Regions from separate parts of the Mus musculus genome. Here region 1 is linked to region 2. The links are chromatin contacts, called in public Hi-C maps. All regions are on one chromosome and are shown on one strand. Each heading gives the region's core, a stretch centred on a gene start, on an enhancer-like site or on the middle of the called end of the contact. The rest is flanking DNA. Distances are from core to core; before and after follow the strand shown.

The links. A called contact is a pair of places that touch in the nucleus more often than the background predicts.
Region 1: a contact with region 2 is called in a Hi-C map of the C2C12 cell line, with 1.8 times the contacts expected there. The contact joins two enhancer-like sites. A contact is called at or near these places in 2 of 484 Hi-C or Micro-C datasets (the C2C12 cell line and embryonic fibroblasts).

What each region holds. Positions count from the first base shown.
Region 1 is chr14:48,294,495-48,298,614 of GRCm38.p6, forward strand. No RefSeq gene overlaps it. Among named protein-coding and RNA genes, the nearest start is that of Gm52144, 91 kb to the left of the region's middle. Within about 2 kb of position 1,712, at least 96 of the 459 cell types and tissues checked have an H3K27ac peak or open chromatin away from gene starts, as enhancers often do. A contact at or near this core is called in the C2C12 cell line, where this site is marked.
Region 2 is chr14:47,984,855-47,988,924 of GRCm38.p6, forward strand. No RefSeq gene overlaps it. Among named protein-coding and RNA genes, the nearest start is that of 4930447J18Rik, 88 kb to the left of the region's middle. Within about 2 kb of position 1,872, at least 45 of the 459 cell types and tissues checked have an H3K27ac peak or open chromatin away from gene starts, as enhancers often do. A contact at or near this core is called in the C2C12 cell line, where this site is marked.

The DNA.
Region 1 (4,120 bases), core at 462-2,961, 310 kb after region 2:
GGACCTTTGTTTGCCAGTGTCTCTGAAGCATCGTGCTCTGACAGCTCGCTTGATGGATGGAGCTGTCCGCACACCCCCGGTACAGAGTAGATGAGAACATTGCCTCACCTATCAACTCCATAAATCAGACGAATAAAAATGAGTACGAAGCTAGGCCCAGGGAATCTTTCCCCATTTTAGTATTCTTTGTAGATTATAATCTTCACAATGCGCTCCAAGTAAAAGAAGAGACTTTAAAGAATTAGCTTTAAAGAATTAGCATTGATGTACTCGGTGAAAGGCTGCTCATGAGAAAGACATCTAGACGAATAAGCAGTGCGTGCATAAATGAGTCTGTCCTCTGTGATATGGGATAAGAATTTGGGGCATGAGAAATGTGGTGTGCAGGACAGTGAGGGAGATGGCAGGAGACATACCAACCCTACAGGGGAATTAGCAAAGGAAGAGGAGAAGGCGGCTCACACAGAGGGAGCCAAGAGAGAGGGCATCCTCTTATGTCCATGGCAGAGGAGTTTTCCTGGCTCTAGGACATTTCTTTGCAAATCTCCTGCTTGCTTACCTTCCAGTTTCTTGGAGTGAGCAGTAATCCCCCTTGATGCTACGAACTGGGACTCATTCCATTTTGTTCTCAGCCCTACACTCATAACAGGAATCGGTTGTTTGACCCATGAATGAATGAATGATGAATAGATTAAGGCACAGTAGCAAGATAATTACAGTAACTTTTCATGAAGAAAGCAATGGACAGGCTGGTGAGAATGTTACAGAGAGCTGACCTAGATTATATAAGGGGACATTATGAGGCTGTTCATGGGATCTTGACAGGCATGGCAACACATGCCTGTAATGTCAGCACCCAGAAGACCAAAGGCAGGAAGATGAATTCCAGGCCAGCCTGGGGTACATAGCAAGACCCTGATTCAATCAATCAATCAATCAATCAATCAATCAATCAAGTATGGAATATCAGGTTTTATTCTCAGCTAAGAAAACAAAATCTCTATCCTTCAAACTGAGGAGTGGTAGTGTGTTTGTAGAGACCTTTACTGGGGAAGTGAGTAGCAGGTATGCTCTGCTTGGCTTCCGGTGAGCAAGCATTCAAGGAATTGACCATTTCCCCTTTCCTGATTGCCATTGGCCTTCCCACAGAACAGGAGGCCATTTTAAGCCCAGCACAGAGGTGGTCCCACCATGTCCACGTTGCTTCGGGGTCTCAGCATCTCCTGAGAACACTGAAAGACAGCACTCACACCACGACTGCTAAGCAAGAGCCAGAATAAAAAGCGAGATGCTGTCAGGGAAGCCTGCAAGGGGTAAAAATAGCCAAAAGGAGAGAAAGGCAGTCAAATATTTTGTCATTTGCTTTGCCTGAACGTGACGCTTAGCACTTCTCTCTCCGAAAATGAAAAGACATCGTTTTGCAGAGCAGCAGCTGCGGCTGGTTGCAGGAAGCTGCTGGCTGCTGATAAACAAATGACCACGTCCCCTGAATGACTCTGTGTACTGCCCAAAGCAGATTTCTGATTTTTTTTTTCTGCCTGCCCCATTTGGCCAGTGAAAAAGATTTAGCTGGAGTGGAGTTATTTCCCTCTTAACCAAATCCTTTTGGTGTTTTGAAAACTTTCCAAGTGAGAAAATAAACCCTCTTACTCAGCTTGAGTCAGGTGCTCAAAACACAAGATAAACATAGCTGCCTGGGAACGTGTTGGCCTGCCCCCCTCTGCTCTGGGGTGGTTAACCCTTCCTTAGACCCCTACCTCTTAGAGAGCTGCCCCAGTTGGCATGTTTTCATCAGGACCCAGGCAAAGCTGAGGGACATTATTGACTGAACAGTCGAGGGTGAGCTGAATGTCAGAGCTTCTTCCAAACCATCTGGGTAGAGTTCTCTCCTTGTTGAAGGGTCAGTATGCGGACTTCACCATCTCCATCTCTAATCGTGGTTTATGGCTTTATTCTTGCCCGCCCCCCCCCCGACAATTCAGTACATCTGATTATTCAGTTTGTCTATTGCGATTTTAAAATGATGCACTTGATATTAAAAGTTCCTGTTTTTGGACCCCCGATGGAGGCATGAGAACACCAACTCCTCTCCAAAACTTTTGATCCAAAATCACTCCTGTTTAAAAGAAATACAGGGACAAAACTGGATCAGAGACTGAAGGAATGGCGGGCAGTGGCCAGCCCAACTTGTGATCCATCCCATGGGTGAGGGCCAATCCCTGACACTCTTACCAATGTTATGTTGTGCTCACACACACAGGAACCTAGCAGGATCTGAGAGGATCCACCAACAGCTGACTGAGACAGATGCAGATACTTACAGCCAACCATTGGACTGAAGTTGGGGACCCTTATGGAAGAGTTAGGGGAAGGACTGAAGGAGCTGAAGGGGGTGGCAACCCCATAGGAAGACCAACAGTGTCAATTAACCTGGACCCTGGTGAGCTCCAGAGACTGAGCCACCAACCACAGAGCTCACATGGGCTGGTCCAAAGCCACTGACACATATGTAGCAGAGGACTGTCTTGTCTGGCCTCAGTGGGAAAGGATGTACCTAATCTTGTAGAGACTTGATGCCCCAGGGTGCAGGGATACTGGGGGGGGGGAGCACCCTCTCAGAGGTAAAGGGACAAAGGGATCAGGCAAGAACTCTGCGAGGGGGGACCAGGAGTGGGGGATGTAAATAAATAACATAATTAATTATTTTTTTTAAAAAGCTCCTGTTTTCTGAGCAAAACCATACACACATAAGTGAGAAAAGACTACTGCTTATAAATAAACACCGTTCATGTTAATTCTCTTAACAGTTCATGACACTGGGGTTATTACTAACAGTCTTATTTTACAGAAGAAGATGAATCGCAAAGACACTGTGTACAAACTGCCTAAAATCTCATAGCGTGAAAATGGCAGGCCAGATTTTAACCTCAGGCTTGTCTGCCTGGAGGCTGAGTCCCTAATCAGGCCTGACAGGTAAGTGGTGCTGGAGCTGGCATCCTCTGGGCTCACCCACGCTGTAACTTTGGATCCCAGCCTTTCCTGATTGAATGCTTTAGGCTTGGATTTCAGGCACATCATCCAAGCCCAAACCTTGAATGGAGGCCAAGATCTTAGCAGCAGGTTGCCGTAAGTATGAGGTTCAGTTACCCAAATACTGGGTACTCAGACATCCTGGAGCGACATGCCTCACCACTAACCTTAGTTAGAGAAGCGACTGAAACATCCTAAGAAGAATGGATGGTTCTAATCTCGCTTAGAAACCTTCTTTGCGAGGCCCATTGGACACGCAAACTTTATATGCCCCAGAACAGGGGAATGCCAGGGCCAAAAAGGGGGAGTGGGTGGGTAGGGGAGTGGGGGTGGGTGGGTATGGGGGACTTTTGGTATAGCATTGGAAATGTAAATGAGCTAAATACCTAATAAAAAATGGAAAGAAAAAAAAAAAAGAAACCTTCTTTGCAAACCCTTGCAATTTGTTCTTCCTGAAGTTTGGGTTTGAGGTAAGGAGAGAGGGTTATTAATCAAGTGACTCCGAGAGAAGGAAGGTGACAATTCACCCGAAGAACTGAAATGCTGGAATCCTGCAGTGAACACGGGTTTCTGTCTGTGATTGTGTTATTTTTCTCACTCACCTTCTGGTACCTGAAGTATTTGTTTGAAATTGTTAACGTGGATTTGGGTGTGAAGTGATATGTAACTAAGGGCTAGGCTATCTCCAAGGTCTAGAAAGGCTGGAAATCATCTCAAGTGAGGCCATGCAGGGTTGAAGGCAAGATCTAGTTTCTCTCATGATGGAGATGGATGGGTAGATGTGTGCAGGGGACCTTCCCTCCAAATTGAGACAAGGGTTGGGAGGCAAATTAACCTCAAAGCAAGCAGTCAGAATGCCATCTGAGGAAGTAGCCACAGGATTTGATCAGACCTTGGTAATCCTTGGTGTTCAGCCGTGAGGGAACTAGAAATGTTAGATAGCTTTAAGGGTCTCCCAACCTTGGACTTGGGGAGATGGCTCTGTGGTTAAGAGTGTGTACTGCTGTCATGTAAAGGACCCCTGTTTGGCTCCCAGCACCCACATCAGGCAGTTCACAACTACTCACAACTCATGTGTGTGTGTGTGGTG
Region 2 (4,070 bases), core at 622-3,121:
ACAGCTGATGGGCTGGGAAGCTAACAGATGTGGTCTTTGAGAACTACAACTGGTCATATTAAGGAGAGAGGGGGGGAGGGAGGGAGGGAGGGAGGGAGAGAGAGAGAGAGAGAGAGAGAGGGAGAGAGAGAGAGAGACCAGGGACACAAATGGGTAACGACAGATACTTGGGAAAATGGGTGAACACATACATTTGAATGAGTGTTTGTGTGTTGGAGGAGGAGAGAACAGTGAGGAAGTTTCTGGAAAGAAGGTAAGAAAAGGAGGTAGCTAAAGGTCCCGGGAGGCTTCTGTGTTCCAGTGCTCTTGCTTTTTATCAGGTAGGAGCTGGAAGGAGATGGCTTGGAACCAAGATGGCTTGAGCACATCTGGGTTCTCCACTTGCTCCTGTACCAGAGAAGAGTATGAGCAGGCCGTAGCTGGAGAACATTCCAGAATGTGGTATTTGACCAACCACTGTAATTACCCTGCAAAGGTCAAGAAGGGTAATGGCTAGGAGAAGGTCACTGGGTTTGGCAGTTGGAAAGTCAGTGAGGACCAGGCCCAGAATAGTGCTCTGGGTACAGCTGATGGCTGTGGTATGAGGAGGAAATTGTCTGGGGAGTAAAGGACAGACTCTAATTGTCCAAAGCACAGTAGTGTTTGTGGTTGTCACTCAGTCCAGGGAGTCTTGGCTCTGGGAGGAAGAAGCAGGATATAACCAACTCTTTGGGCTGAGAATGAGCACAGGATCCCCCGAGAGCTGTACTACGTGTGTGTGGCGGGGAGTGTGGAGGCGGAGCAGGAGGTTTGTCCTCTAATTGTGAGGATCCAAGCTGTTTCCCCATCACCCTTTACCTAGCTCAAGATTCCTTTCCTGGCTTGGCTGGCTTAGGGTTTTACTGCTGTGAACAGACACCATGACCAAAGCAACTCTTATAAAGGAAAACATTTGATTGAGGCTGGCTCACAGGTTCAGAGGTTCAGTTCATTATCATCATGGTGGGAACATGGCAGAGTCCAGGTAGGCATGGTGCAGGAAGAGCTGAGTTCTACATCTTCATCAGAAGACTGCTAGCAGATATTGACTTCCAGGCAGCTAGGAGGAGGGCATTAAAGCCCACGTCCACAGTGACACACCTACTCCAACAAAGCCACACCTCCTAATAGTGCCACTCCCTGGGCTAAGCATATACAAACTGTCACAGCTGCCATATTTCCTGAGTTTGCAGGGCATAGTTGTCCTTTGCTGTCCCAAGCAGTGAGAGGGAGGGAGGGAGGGAGGGAGGGAGGGCGAGAGCGCACGAGAGAGAGAGAGAGAGAGAGAGAGAGAGAGAGAGAGAGAGAGAGAGAGAGAGAGAGAGAGAGAGAGGGAGAGTCTCCGACTCCCACTTCTCATGGATACTAAAACATAAGGATGCTCCTCGTGCCTTGTATAAAATGGTGTCATAGCTACATATAAATTACGTGTATCTCTTAAAATACTTCAATCATCTCCAGATGATTTATAATGCCTGATATGAAATAAATATTCTATAAGCAGATGGTGTCCTATAATGGTTAAGGACTAATGACTAGGGAAAAGTCATACATGTTCAATTCATATATGCTCCCACCACCGGGATTTTCAATACAAAGCTGTTGAAGGGGGTGCCCAGGTGTGGTTCTGGTGAACATCAACAGGCTGGCTGTGCTCTGATTTTAGAGTTTTCAGCATGCAGTTTACAAAGAGGACCAGTTACAGTTCTCAGCATTTGGAGAGGAGCCCTGGAGCCCCCTGCCAGAGTTCTAAGGGGCGGGGAGGAGCTCTGAATTACTGTTAGCTATCCCTGACACAGGATTGCAAGGTCTTCAAAGGCGGAGTTACACCCCAGGGATCAGAGTGGTTTCAAATTCTGCTTCCCCACCCAGTGACAGAGCCATGCTGCTATTCTTTTTCATGGTCCTGTGACCCACCCAGCCACTGTGTAATCAATGTTTCCAGTCTTTTCCAAAATAAACATGTCCACGGTCATTTGCAATCAGGGAAATGAAAGTTTTCCATCTCTCTGTGGAAGCACCACTTAGTTTTGAAAACAAAGAATTTAGCAAAGGAATTTAATCTCTGGTTACTTTGTAATACATCTGTGGCACTAGACCCTAAGAGATCAGTTCTTTTCTCATCTTCTTTTAGGTTCAGTTAAATTCGTCACTGCCTGGCCCCCCACTCATTTCTGCTTTGTTCAGAATTATCAAACAGAATGGCTAGAGAGTAGGACCGTAACTGTATCCCATTTCAGGATTAAGCAATGAGGAAACGGGAGCCAAGACTGGAAATGAAAACGTCCTTGCAAATGATCAAGTGAAGATAGGACTTAAAACCCACAGCTGCCATTGTGCCAGGGAATTGTCTGCCCTCTTTGAACGAACTGCTGAGGGCTGCTTTGCATTTATATCAGGTTTTAAAGATAATAAATGCCATTCTTCCTGTTCAAATGAAATGTAATTTCACAACTGCTTTGAAGATAGCCCCTCTTTCTTTGTATCTGTGGAAACGAACAACCTCTTGCCCCGACACATCCCCAGCATCATACCTGTTTAGTATAAAAAGGGTTTGTTTGCTCTGGCTGACTAGTGATTTTATTTTAGAAAGAAATGACTGATTAAGAGTGGCGCAGACACCAGGATCAAAGCTTGCTCTTCGTACAATATGCTGGGGTGTCAGAGGCAGCCAAGCTGGTTATGTATCCACTGGGCTAAATTAGTGTCATTATCACCTCAGTAAAGCTTAGATATTAGTGTGTGCTGTGCTAAAGAACCCAATTACAGTATCTGCTGGACGACGTATTAAATGACACCATTTAATTAAAGCCTAATCTCTCTCTCTCTCTGGATGAGCAATATTTTCAGTTATTAAACATTCTTTCATTCAATTACTGCAAATCTCTGACCATTTTGGAGAGCAGGAAAGAAACTCATCTGGCACCCAGATGTCCCAGGAGAATAACCACTGTTTTGTGTTGTGTTTAGGACTTGGCGCCCAGTCACAGTCACCCAGGACAGACTGCACAGTTTGAAAATTCTGCAGATTTGCTTCTCAGGTTTTCGAGCAGCAGAGGGCCCTGTCTGCGACTCTCACTGGTTTTCTTCAAGGACTGAGGCATAATAGAGACCTCCAAAACACATTCAAAGGAATAAAGCCATTAAAGAAATACAGTTCCCATGCCAGGGGCTGAGCCCTGTGACTGATGTGGCAGTCATTCGTTTTGAATGAATGTCTCATCCTAGAACGCAAGAATTGAAATGAACTTCGACAGTGAACTCTAGAGATAATCTGTAATAGAAGGAATTTTGTACTTGTTAGAAGGAGAAATGAACTAGATAAAACTCGGGGGTACTATAAAAGAATCCCCATCCTCTGCAGTCCCTCAATCTTGCCATGGAGAAACCGGGGACACACATCTAGCTGTCAACAGTGGCTGCTAGCCAAACACCAATGGCACTTGGTATGTGGGGTGAAGGTGTTTGTCGGTCTTTCAGGCCAGCAATAAGATCCCATGGAGAGAAGAACAGGATGTAGCTTGTGTATTACAGATGGGGGGGGGGGCAGCAAGCTTCAACCCTAGGACTGAGAGCCAAGCTTTGCTCAGAGCCCAGGTTCTACCAATTTGTCTCAGCTCCCTAAAACCATAAGTTTGATGTTTGAAGCTGCTGGTTAAAATCCATGTTGCTCTATTTCTTCTGGCCAGTTCTTGTTAATGGAGGCTTGCTTGGAACTAGGTTCAGGTCTGAGAAAGGTAATAGTCAGCTTTGTCCATAAACGTGACTGTAGTGCAGGCTGGAGGTCCTGTGTCCATGGATGCCCTTTGTACACGGATGCCCTGTGTACATGGATGCCCCCGGTTTATGTAAAAACCTCGTGGCATTTGTTTTCCTGGTGTTACCCCTTTTGAAGACAACTCATATACTTTTCATAGGCCTGCAGGTAGGGAATATATGCCATGTCCGAAGCTCATTGTCACGGCTGTGAGTCAATCCAGCATGACACTGAGGTTAATGGAGTAAATTTGAACGTCCTTCATTTGTTCACTCAGTTAACAAATGCTCTTAAG